Linked DNA regions of Zea mays: region 2 is linked to region 1. The links are chromatin contacts, called in public Hi-C maps. All regions are on one chromosome and are shown on one strand. Each heading gives the region's core, a stretch centred on a gene start, on an enhancer-like site or on the middle of the called end of the contact. The rest is flanking DNA. Distances are from core to core; before and after follow the strand shown. Region 1 holds the start of LOC103643744 (LOB domain-containing protein 37). Region 2 holds the start of LOC103645487 (putative AP2/EREBP transcription factor superfamily protein).

The links. A called contact is a pair of places that touch in the nucleus more often than the background predicts.
Region 2: a contact with region 1 is called in a Hi-C map of leaf, with 4 times the contacts expected there. The contact joins the promoter of LOC103645487 here to the promoter of LOC103643744 in region 1. A contact is called at or near these places in 2 of 25 Hi-C or Micro-C datasets (both in leaf).

Annotation. Positions count from the first base shown.
Region 1 is chr1:261,787,582-261,792,871 of Zm-B73-REFERENCE-NAM-5.0, forward strand. It overlaps LOC103643744 (LOB domain-containing protein 37), which reads left to right and starts at 2,121. Exons shown (of 3, transcript XM_008666920.3): 1 at 2,121-2,717; 2 at 2,804-3,041; 3 at 3,789-4,578. The coding sequence starts at 2,858. The coding sequence ends at 4,360.
Region 2 is chr1:262,006,071-262,011,360 of Zm-B73-REFERENCE-NAM-5.0, forward strand. It overlaps LOC103645487 (putative AP2/EREBP transcription factor superfamily protein), which reads right to left and starts at 2,296. Exons shown (of 1, transcript XM_008668529.2): 1 at 1,012-2,296. The coding sequence starts at 2,296. The coding sequence ends at 1,040.

The sequences.
Region 1 (5,290 bases), core at 871-3,370:
AGATTTGTTTTTCACGACCGAAAGTTAAGATCCTCAAATCGATCATGATCCTCTCATATATACAGAGGGGGTGATTTTTTTATCCTGGTACGAAACAGCTCCAAAACATGTTTTTAAGTTTCCCATGTTAAAATAGACTCAAAAATCAATTTAGAAACCAAATTGACTCGGATTAGACAGGAAAACCGTACTGACCGGTTTCGTTTCCTCGGGGTCTGCACATTGGCTAGCCAGGGTGAGACCACCAGGACCGGCCAGACCGGTTTAGGGGCCAAGCAGAGTCAGTATGGCCGCTTTCCTCAGCCAAGTGTTTTTTGTTTTACTTTTTTGCTTGTTTCTTTATTGCTCGCGGCGCCAAATATTTTCAAATTGTAATACAAGGACTTGTTATCATCGTCAAACTCTTGTATTTTTGATGGCACGTCACTGGATTTATTATGAAATAGTTGAAACTAGTTTCATCAATATAAAGGCATGTACAACCTCATTTAATACAAGTTCTTTTGAGAGGTCCCTATGGGTTAGTTGAAAAAAATGCAAGAGACTTGCTCTTCGCAAAGAGTCTGTCTCTACACGATTCTCATTACATATTATTTATTAACTGCGTTTATGATCGAGGGACTCAGAGTTGTACCATACAATTTGTTAAACGTCTCTTATACCTAGAAAACTAAAACATGGTCTCAGGGTTGTACATGCCCTTGAAACAATGCCAACCCGTTTTCAAGGTACCGGAAAACTGCGTGAAACCATCATTAAGAATAATTTGTTTCGTCTCTATCTATTTCATCTATTCCTATTGACTACTCCATCCGTCCCAAAGTATAAGTCGTTCCAAGCTTCTTGGCGAGTCAAAGTATTTTCAAGTTTGACCAAATTTATACAATGAAGTAAACATTTAAGATATCAAATGTATATCATTAGATTTCTCCATTAAATATATTTTTTATACTATATATATTCTGTGGCATAAATCTTTATGATTCCCGTTATACTTTTAAACTTTAAAAATCTTTGAGTCTCCAATTTTTTTAGAATGACTTATATTTTAGGACGAATGCATAACGAAGAGCAGCATCCCATCATATCCTATCCTGGTATTCATAATTCTTATGCCTTTCTCTCCAATAAACTGTACAAGACAGACAGCGATAGCTCCCGGGATTGAACGGGCGGGCCGCGGGCGGTTCTGTGGCCCCCGAGCCCCGACCGCGCCGGCCTGCTTGTAAAGCTCTCGTTGCCTTGTTGGCTTGGTTGCCGTCGACGGGTGGGCGGCGATGAGCCATGCGCTGCGACGGTGGGGTGGGGTGTGGTGTGGTGTGGTGCATATTTTTATTCAGACCACAAGCAAGAAAGAAAGAAAGGGTGGCCGAGGCCAGGGCCGGGACCGGGAAAATTAAACCCGGGAGCGCGCGGCGCGGCGAGGACTGAAAAGGATGTGAATCTGATGCGGCAAGGAGGCGGTGCCGCCACGGATTCCGTTCCGTTCCGTTCCGCGGCGTACGTCACGCCGCACCACCGGCACACACACGCACGCCTGCCACTCGCTCTCTCTCTCTCTCATCACAGTTCCACACCCACTGACCCACCCTCGAGCCGTCCGACCGAATTAACAACGTACTGCGCTCGATGCGAAGGCGCTGATCGAGGTCTTGGCCAGCCAGCCTCCGAGCAAGTTGCGGCTTGGTAGGACCAGCAGTAGCTGCTGGCTCCATATGTATGAGATGGGAAGAAACAAAAGAAAAACGCAGCGAGATGGCCGAAAGGCAACCGCCGGCAAGTTGCATGCGAGCAGGACTAGGACCTGCGGCGTGCGTGATGAGCGCGCCAGGTACGTGGTGGGAGGCGCCAACGACCGAGGAGCGAGGATACGTACGATGCAGAGGTGAGCTGGGGGGGGGGGGGGGGGGGGGGGGGGTGAAGGGCCGGGAGAGAGAGGGTGGCTCCGGGGGGCCGGGGCCGGTTTGAGGTGGCGGCGATGGCAACGCCAGCCAGCGAGCGACCTCAGCCCTTGGAGGCAGCCAAGGGGCGGCGGCCCCATCTTATTCATATCTATCTCTGCATATATATTTTTTAAACAATTTTGGACCATGCCCCACCCGCACCGCGCGCGTCGCTTTCCGGCGCCTTGCCTTGCCCTTGAGTCGTCTGCTCTGCTCACTCCTCCTCCGCCTTTGTTCCTATCCATTCACATCCTCCTGTCCTTCCGCGGCCCAGAGCCCCGCCAAAACGGCCGCACTGACATGCTCGGATCCTCTGCAGCTGCGTCCGTGTGTTACCCTTTCTCCCCTCATGGCGTGGCAGGTCCAGCAAGACGCCGGGAGATGGGATCAGAGCACGGAGGATCCTGTAGGGGACGCGACAATGGGGGGCAGACAGTGGGGTGTTGCGGCAACACGTAGGCGCCAACCGCCAAAGTCATTGGAGCACAACCCCCAATTTCTCCTTCCTCGAATCGAACCTTTTAATTGTGCCTCCTGGTGCGGGTGCCTCTTCCTCTTCCTCTTGCTCTTTGCTCCAGCCTCCAGCTAGCTTCGTCTATATAAGCAACCAGCCATCAGCCTTCCTTCTCTCCTAGCTAGCTACTAGTACCTGTCCTGCTGTCCTTCACATACATCTATCCATCGGTTTCTCAGCTGCTGCTGCATACACACCTCGGCCGCCGCCATCGTCGTCGCCTAGCTAGCTCTGCTCCTGGGTCGTGCGCCTCCATCGCCGTACGTTCGATCGAGCACAGCACGGCCGGCCGGTGGGCGCACGCGCACGCGTTAGCTTATACTACATTAAACGTACGAGACTGCAGGAGCTAGCGAGCAACGGCGTGCCGATCGATCGATCGACAGAGCGGGGCAGATCGATGAGCTGCAACGGCTGCCGCGTCCTGCGCAAGGGCTGCAGCGACGCCTGCGTGCTCCGCCCCAGCATCGACTGGATCCACGGCGCGCAGCCGCAGGCCAACGCCACCGTCTTCGTCGCCAAGTTCTTCGGCCGCGCCGGCCTCGTCGCCTCCCTCGCCGCAGTCCCGCTGCACCACCGCCCAGGTAATTAATGCATGCATGCATGCCGTCCACCACACGTCTACACCCCGGCCCGGCCCTATATGTTGCAAGATTATCGTTACTCACACGTATACATAGATAGATAAATAGATATAGGTCCTGTTTGGCACAGCTACTGCTTGTTGAAAAAGCAGCTTATCTGATAAGCTGGTGAAAAGCAGCTTCTGCTTGTTGGCTGTTTTTAGTGTATTCTGAGAAGCAGCTGAACTGATAAGCTACTGCAGAAGCTAGCTGTTTGGCAAAACTTCTGCTTAAATTTGTGAAGAAGCTGAAAATAAGCTGTACCAAACAGGGCCATAGTTAGGTGACGTTTTTTTTACCACTATAGGAGCTTAGGTTATGTTATCTATAGACCAACAATTTTATATTATCTTGAAGAAGAGAACAACATGACCTATTGACACAGCAGCAGCAGCAGCTACCAAAATGTTTTCTTTATGGCGCTAGCTACGCGGCCTTTCGACGCTCTCATGGGACAAAAATAAAGAAAAAGGTCGTCACCCACTCACCCGTCACAGATATGCTACATAATTATTGGGATCTAATTCTACTATTACTATAATTCCAACCCCTTTTTTTGGTTAGCGGTAATATTTTTTATTTACCAACAGCGCGCACCAGTACTAATAATAACATCATCGTCGTCTTCAAGTTCTGACTTGGAACCATGCATGCGACTCCTACTAACGTAACCATGCTGGAACTGTGCGGACAAACAATACAATGCAGCCCTCTTCCGGTCCCTGCTGTACGAGGCCTGCGGGCGGACCATCAACCCGGTGAGCGGCGCCATCGGGCTCATGTGGACGGGCAACTGGGACCTGTGCCAGGCCGCCGCGGACGCCGTGCTCCGCGGCGAGTCGCTGCGCGCGCTCTCCGCCGTCCCCGCCGCGTTCACGGACCGCGACATGGACGGGCTCTACGGCAGCGTCGGCGGCCTGGTCGCCGCCGCCGCCGCCGCCGCGTCGCCCGAGAACTCCTCCTCCTCCGCGCCGTCCACAACGAAGCGCAGGAACGCGAACGGCGGCTCCAGCAACAACGCCGTCCCTGCGGCCGCGGCCTCTCACCACCGCCCGCCGCCGCCGGCTGCTGCCGCTGCTGGGCTGCTGCTGCAGTCGTCGTGCCACCAGCTCGACCTCTGCCTGACGCCAGCGCTGTCGCCGCCGGGCGCCGGGCCGCGGGGCTGCGCCGCCGGCGCGTCCGACGAGTACTCGGCCACGACCACGTGCGAGGACCAGACCGGTGATCACGGACACGGAGAGCCCAGGCCTCCCCCGCCGCTGCTAAACCTCTTCAACTGAACTGACTGACTGACGGGTGACTGTGCAGAGAGCGAGGGTTCTTCAGGGGCAGGGTGTACGTGTGGTAATTAAGTAAAGAAGAAACCCGTCAATTAGCGCTGTTAATAGGATGGATTTTTTTTTATATTTTCGGAGGCGATCCCATGATTCGAATTCGAACACCAAGTTATAATTTCTGTGTTTTAGCTAAATGCAATTTTCAGAAGATGAAAAAAAAACGATAAAGAAATCCACAATAATATGAAACGATAAATGATCTGGACGCAACATTTGTCTCTAGTCTAGTCTAGTTAAGACACACGTACGCTAAAAAAAACATAAGGAGACCAGGTCAACCAATCACCTCATGGCGATTGATATCGTTCTGATATTGCTGGGCTGTTTGTTCGTTCTTCTCGCCTACCGATGGTGATGCAAAACCAGACATGGTGACCGTGCAGGATTCGCTATACAGGATATATATATTTGTCCGATACTGTTGGGCTATTTGTTTTTTTTGTCGTGTACATTTGATGATGGAGAAAACATACTTGGTGGACTATTTGTTATTTATGGTATTTGTCTTATATTGCATTGTTGGACTATTTGTTTTTTTCTCTCTCTTGTCTACCGATGGTGATGAAATAAAAAACATAATGACATTGCGGTCATAATCCGCTATATATGTCATCTGTCCGATATTGTTGGGCTATTCGTTTTTCCTCTGGTGTACTGATAGTGATGGAAAAATATACATATAGTACATGTTTGGTTGTCCGCATCCAAGTAGCCAAGCTTGAATGTATAGATGCAGCTCCAGTCTTTACAGGAAGTTTTTCCCTGCATCCACGGATACGTGTGAAATCTCCGTATTTGGCGGGGCAGGCTGGAGTGAGCCCGGTTACATGGACGCAGGTATCCAATCACAAGGATAGTAACCATATGATTCGG
Region 2 (5,290 bases), core at 1,046-3,545, 220 kb after region 1:
TCTTGAGTGTTGGATACTTATGTTTGATTTATGGTCTTTGTGAGATATGTGATGTATATGTGATATCTGTGATGATTATGTGATATTTGTGTTGTATATGTGATATCTTTTGTTTGTTTGGATGGAATAGAAAAACAAATAAAAAAGGTGTATACTGGTCACTTTGCCGAGTGTTACACTCGACAAAGGACCTCTTTGCCGAGTGTCAGGATCATAGCACTCGGTAGAGAAGCAACACCTGGGCTCCGATAAAGCTTCTTTGCCGAGTGCTGTGGCCCTGGCACTCGGCAAAGAACCTGATGTCGGGCTCCGCTGGTGGACCCGTTGCCAAGTGCAGGCTGGAGACACTCGACAAAGGTAACTTCTTTGCCGAGTGTCTCCTAGAACACTCAGCAAAGGCGTCGTCTCCGTCACTCGGCGCCGTGACGACCGCTTTTCTTTGCCGAGTACCGACTGGCACTCGGCAAAGGCAAAGAAGTTGATGTACTGTTCGCCGAGCTCTCTTTGCCGAATGTCAAAGCCCACGATTCCGGTAGTGAATGTTAGACAAAAAGACTCTTTGTCAAGTGTCTTTTTTTGTGAGAGCATGGTTAGGATCTAGGCAAACCACATGTTTGCCGAGAGCCTTTCTTTGTGGAGTACTGCACTCAACAAATTACCTCTTTATTTGTCAAGTACCCAATGTTTTGCCCTCATAAATAGATTTGCACGCGGTAAAGAACGTGTCTCCGATAGTGATTATATGAACTGTTGTAAGAACATTGCAACATTGTTGTAACCATGTTGATAATTAAGCCAATCATAGTTAAATTGGAATCTTATTGATTATCTGGAAGTAAAAACGTCACTTACTGGCACTGTGAAATGATCAATTGATTATAGGAAATATTAAGCCAAACTATGTGACCATAAAATAAAGGGCCTTCTGATCATCTGATGTATCTACCCTAACGTCTATCGTGTGGCAAATAATATCACAAACAATAATTCTAATACTCAATAATGGTTAAATCTTAACGTGCGTCTACGACAACAAACTTCAGTAGATCGGAGGCAGATCAAGGGAGCTCCAGAGAAGCATGTCGCTGTCTACTGCTTTCGCCTCCTGCGGCGGAGGGTTGTTGGCTGCTTCCGGCGAAGAGCTCGTTGCTTCCGACGAGAAGCTGTTGCTGCAGCTGGAGCATTCCTCATGGCCGACGACGTTACCTTCCGTGTCTTTTACTTCTAGTCTTTGCTCTTGTTCCTGCTGCTGCCTTTTGCTCCTGCACGCGTCCCTCAGGCCTGAGAGCGCCAGCTCGTGCTTTGCAGCAGTGGCGTGGTCGTCACCGTCGCCGACGCGCATGCGGAGGCACTCCGACACCCCGCTGAGCGCGTAGAGCGACGCGGAGATCTTCCTCTCGTACTTCATCCTCTTCATGACCTCGTGGATCGCGGCTGATGGCTCGCCGGCGCCCTCGCTGCCATAAGTAGGCAGCGGCTGCATCTCTACCGCGTCGACGTCGCCCAGGTCGGCTGCCACCATTTCGAACGGCGAATACAGCCCCGCCGCGCCGTCAGCGTCACCGCCAGCTGGTGACGGGCGCTTGTCCATGAACCCAAAGTCCAGCGGTGCGTCGGTGTCGTCGACCTCCTTGCAGGCCACCACCACCTCCCCCTCGTCGCCGTCGTCCTCCGTCTCTTGGGAGCAGGTGGACCCCTCCTCGTGCTTCACGACGACGCCGTGCTCGTCGCTGGTGCTGTCGTAGCTGAGGAAGTCGTCGACCTGGAAGCTATACTCCTCTGGGCCGCCGCCGCCGCCGCCGCCGTAGCCTTGCTGGTGGTGCTGCGCTGGCGCCTCCCGTGTGACACCGACAGCGCTTGCACCGCGTGCTTTCTTGAGGTGGAGGAGGAGGAGGTTGGTGACCTTGGACGGCAGAGCGGACGGCGCTGCAGGCGCCACCAGCTGGTGGTGGGGCGGCGCCATGGCAGCAGCAACGGCGGGGACGGCGGCGGCGCGGGGCCAGAAGTTGGTGCGGGTGTTGGAGCCGCGGAGGAGGCAGGCGGCCTCGTCGTAGGCCCGGGCGGCCTCCTCGGCCGTGTCGAAGGTGCCGAGCCACACCCGGATCTTCTGTATGGTGTCCTTGATCTCGGCCACCCACCGACCAGAGGGCCGCTGCCGCACGCCGACGAACCGCTTCCGTGCCCGCTGCACTGCCGCCACCGCTCCCACGGCCGCCGCTGGCGCAAAGCAGTTGGCCGTAGCAAGGCAATGATTGTCGTCGGCCAAGCTGGGACACGCCTTGCGCTTGAGTGCCATGGGTACGACGAATGGAGGTGGTGGTGAAATACTTTGTGCTCTGCTGCTGCCAGGTATATGTATATATGCTATGACTATGAGCATGAGATGGGTGCGCAGAGTATAAATAATGGTGCGGACTGCGGGAGCAAGAGCTCTGAGAGGAGGAAGAAGAGAGACGGAGGATGCATGAAGTGGCTCTTGTTGCTTGTGCAAATAGTGAACGCGTCGCTCCTGAATAATCTTCTTGATGGCTAATGCCTTGGACTCTTGGTAGCTTTACAAATGGAAGAGGCGCTGCTGAGGACTTACGTGATATATAAGCCCGGGGTTTGCTGATTAATCGATATATAAGTAGTGTTTTGACTGATATATATATATAAAGTTCCTTGCTCCGAAAGTTAACACGGTCTGGACAGACACCATTTAATTTGGCTTAGAGGTGGTCAATCGGGCCGCCCGATCCGTTTTGGGCCTGGCCCACTAGGTACAGTTAGAAAACCGGGTCGGGCCATCTAAGCCCGCGGGTTTGTTTTTCTGTCCAAGCCCGGTCCGCAGCGGGCCTAAAAGGGCCAGGCCGACCCCGTTTAGCACGAAAAAAGCGGGTCGAAAAACGGGCTAAGCGAGCCAGTAAACATGGTTTAGTGCAAAAAAAACGGGCTTAGAGGTAAACGGGCCATGCCTAGTTTCATGTCCGAGCTTAACCCGCTTATTCGGGTCGGTCCGGACCCGCATAGAACCGGGTCGTGCCGGGCTCGGATCGGGCCCAAACAACGGGCTTCGTGTCGAGCTCGCGGGCCTCGTGTTTATTTGCCATCTATAATTTGGCTTGACCAAATATGTATTTGGGAGTGGACACAGAGAGCAATTCAGTGTTGTTTATATATGCATATAGACTGTGCTAACACTAAGTTCCCACAAAGCGGAGAGGAGAGGTCGATGGCGGCAGACCGGCAGCAACGTGAGGGAAGGGGTTGACACGGCGGCAACGGCGCGCGAGTGAGGGGAGGGGTGGCAGTGACGTGAGGGAGAGATGAAAAGATGGATAATCTAAATAATATTGTCCATTTGATTGGAGTAGGAGAGAGGGGTTATCTAGCAATCTGAACCGTTGGTTGCTACTCGATGTCTTATTGTTTCCAAAACTGGTTGTAGACTTGTGGTAACCGTTTTTCCCTTTAAAATTTATTAGAGCATGCATAAATATGTGAATTCGAATGTTCGATAAAATATATGTATGTTACGTGAACACGTACTCATTAAAGTCATCTTCTGCGTCTCCCGTTCCTGATGACCTCCATTTGGGACTCACTTAACACTTTGAATCGTTTATTTCAATCCCACTCATGTTGAGCGTGACGGAGAGAAGACGTACGCGGTATATGCCACTCATATTGAGCAGAATAATTCAGCATAGCATATATCTGCACGGATGCACATCTGAATTTATTCATTATCAGCATATTGACACTAGCTTGGTTTATTAGTAACGATGATGCGACTATCAGCCAAGCATGGGGAAGAAAGTAAGGAGAAGAAAGGGCCCTGGCGTACGTCTCTATTACGTTTTGAAGCTTTGACAAGGTCCGTAATATACGTCCAAATATCATCTTTTGGTTGCTACTTTATGTCTTATTGTTTCCAAAACTTCAAGGTGAGAAACTAAATTAGTTGTTTATTTGGAATTGTCTGTGAGCTTGAATTGGTCAAGTGGCAGCCTAATTTGATGCAACTTGCTCCATTAAATAACCGCAATAATCGGCTTGGATTCCAACGCCGGAGAATTCTGGACTGGAATTGAAGTCCAAGCACTACCGGAAATTGAAGTCCAAACGCACTGTACTGCATAGTAACTAGATATGCTCAGCTGTGTACCAAGAATGGTGAAGGCTGAAACGTTGAGTCTTTCTAAATTTCACTTTCTGAATTATTATTTAGATGTTGTTTAGTTCATAAATTTATAACTGTGATGGGTAACCGATAATGTTAAATCATATTTGTTTAAATCCAACTCTAATTAGATACCACACTAAAAACTAATATCGACTTATTCAAACTTATTACCGCTGGTACTCGGATGTGAATCATTATCATTACCATTTACGTTATATTTGATGAACCAAACAACCCCAGAGTTATTTGCATAAAAACTATTTTCTATATCTTTTCAATCTCAACAGTTTTACTATATCTTATTTGCTCTACATAGAGTCATTCGTGTTTTATATCTTTAGGTAGCCAGAAATCGGAATAGAAAATGACTACATAGAGTTATTTGCACTACTTCTAGGTTTTTTTCTAAAAAAAGCTCTATTCATGTCAATTAGAAAAAATACAGAGAGTCTCTTGTAGTTATCTAAACAAATAATTAGCTAGCTATACAACAGGGTAACCCCAGACTTAAATACTCAGCGATACATCATATTCTAGGGACCTACATTAAGGGGGTGTTTGTTTGGGATTATAATCTGTCTAAATTATATAATCCAACAAATATTAAACTAAGTGTTAGTTCAAAATTTGTTGGATTATATAATTCAGGCAGATTATAATCTCAAACAAACACCCCTAAATGCGGCTCTCGGATAAAAAAAAGTTGTCATGTTGTATCTAGCTTATGATAAAAATATAATTGTGCACTTTGATAATATAACAAATTAAATCAGAAAGACATGGCCTTATATTTGGTATACTCTAATGACCCTTGACGGCCAACTGGTTTTAAAATTTTATTTGGAGTAAAAAAAGGTGTCTATTACATATAAGTATTCTATATCTATACTATACTTAAAGCACCAGTTTCAACGGTCGTCACGCGTCATCTTTTTACAAATAACCCCTCACAGTTATTTCAAATTAATCTGCTGCACACCTAATAACCAAACGGCGACCCGACATGGGCTAGACGCCCCGCGGGCCATAACTCTGGCCCAGGCACGTCATGTGGCCTGCTGACTGTGTCGGGCCAGCCCGTCGGCCCATTTGATTAAATCAACGTAAAATGTTAAAAAATGG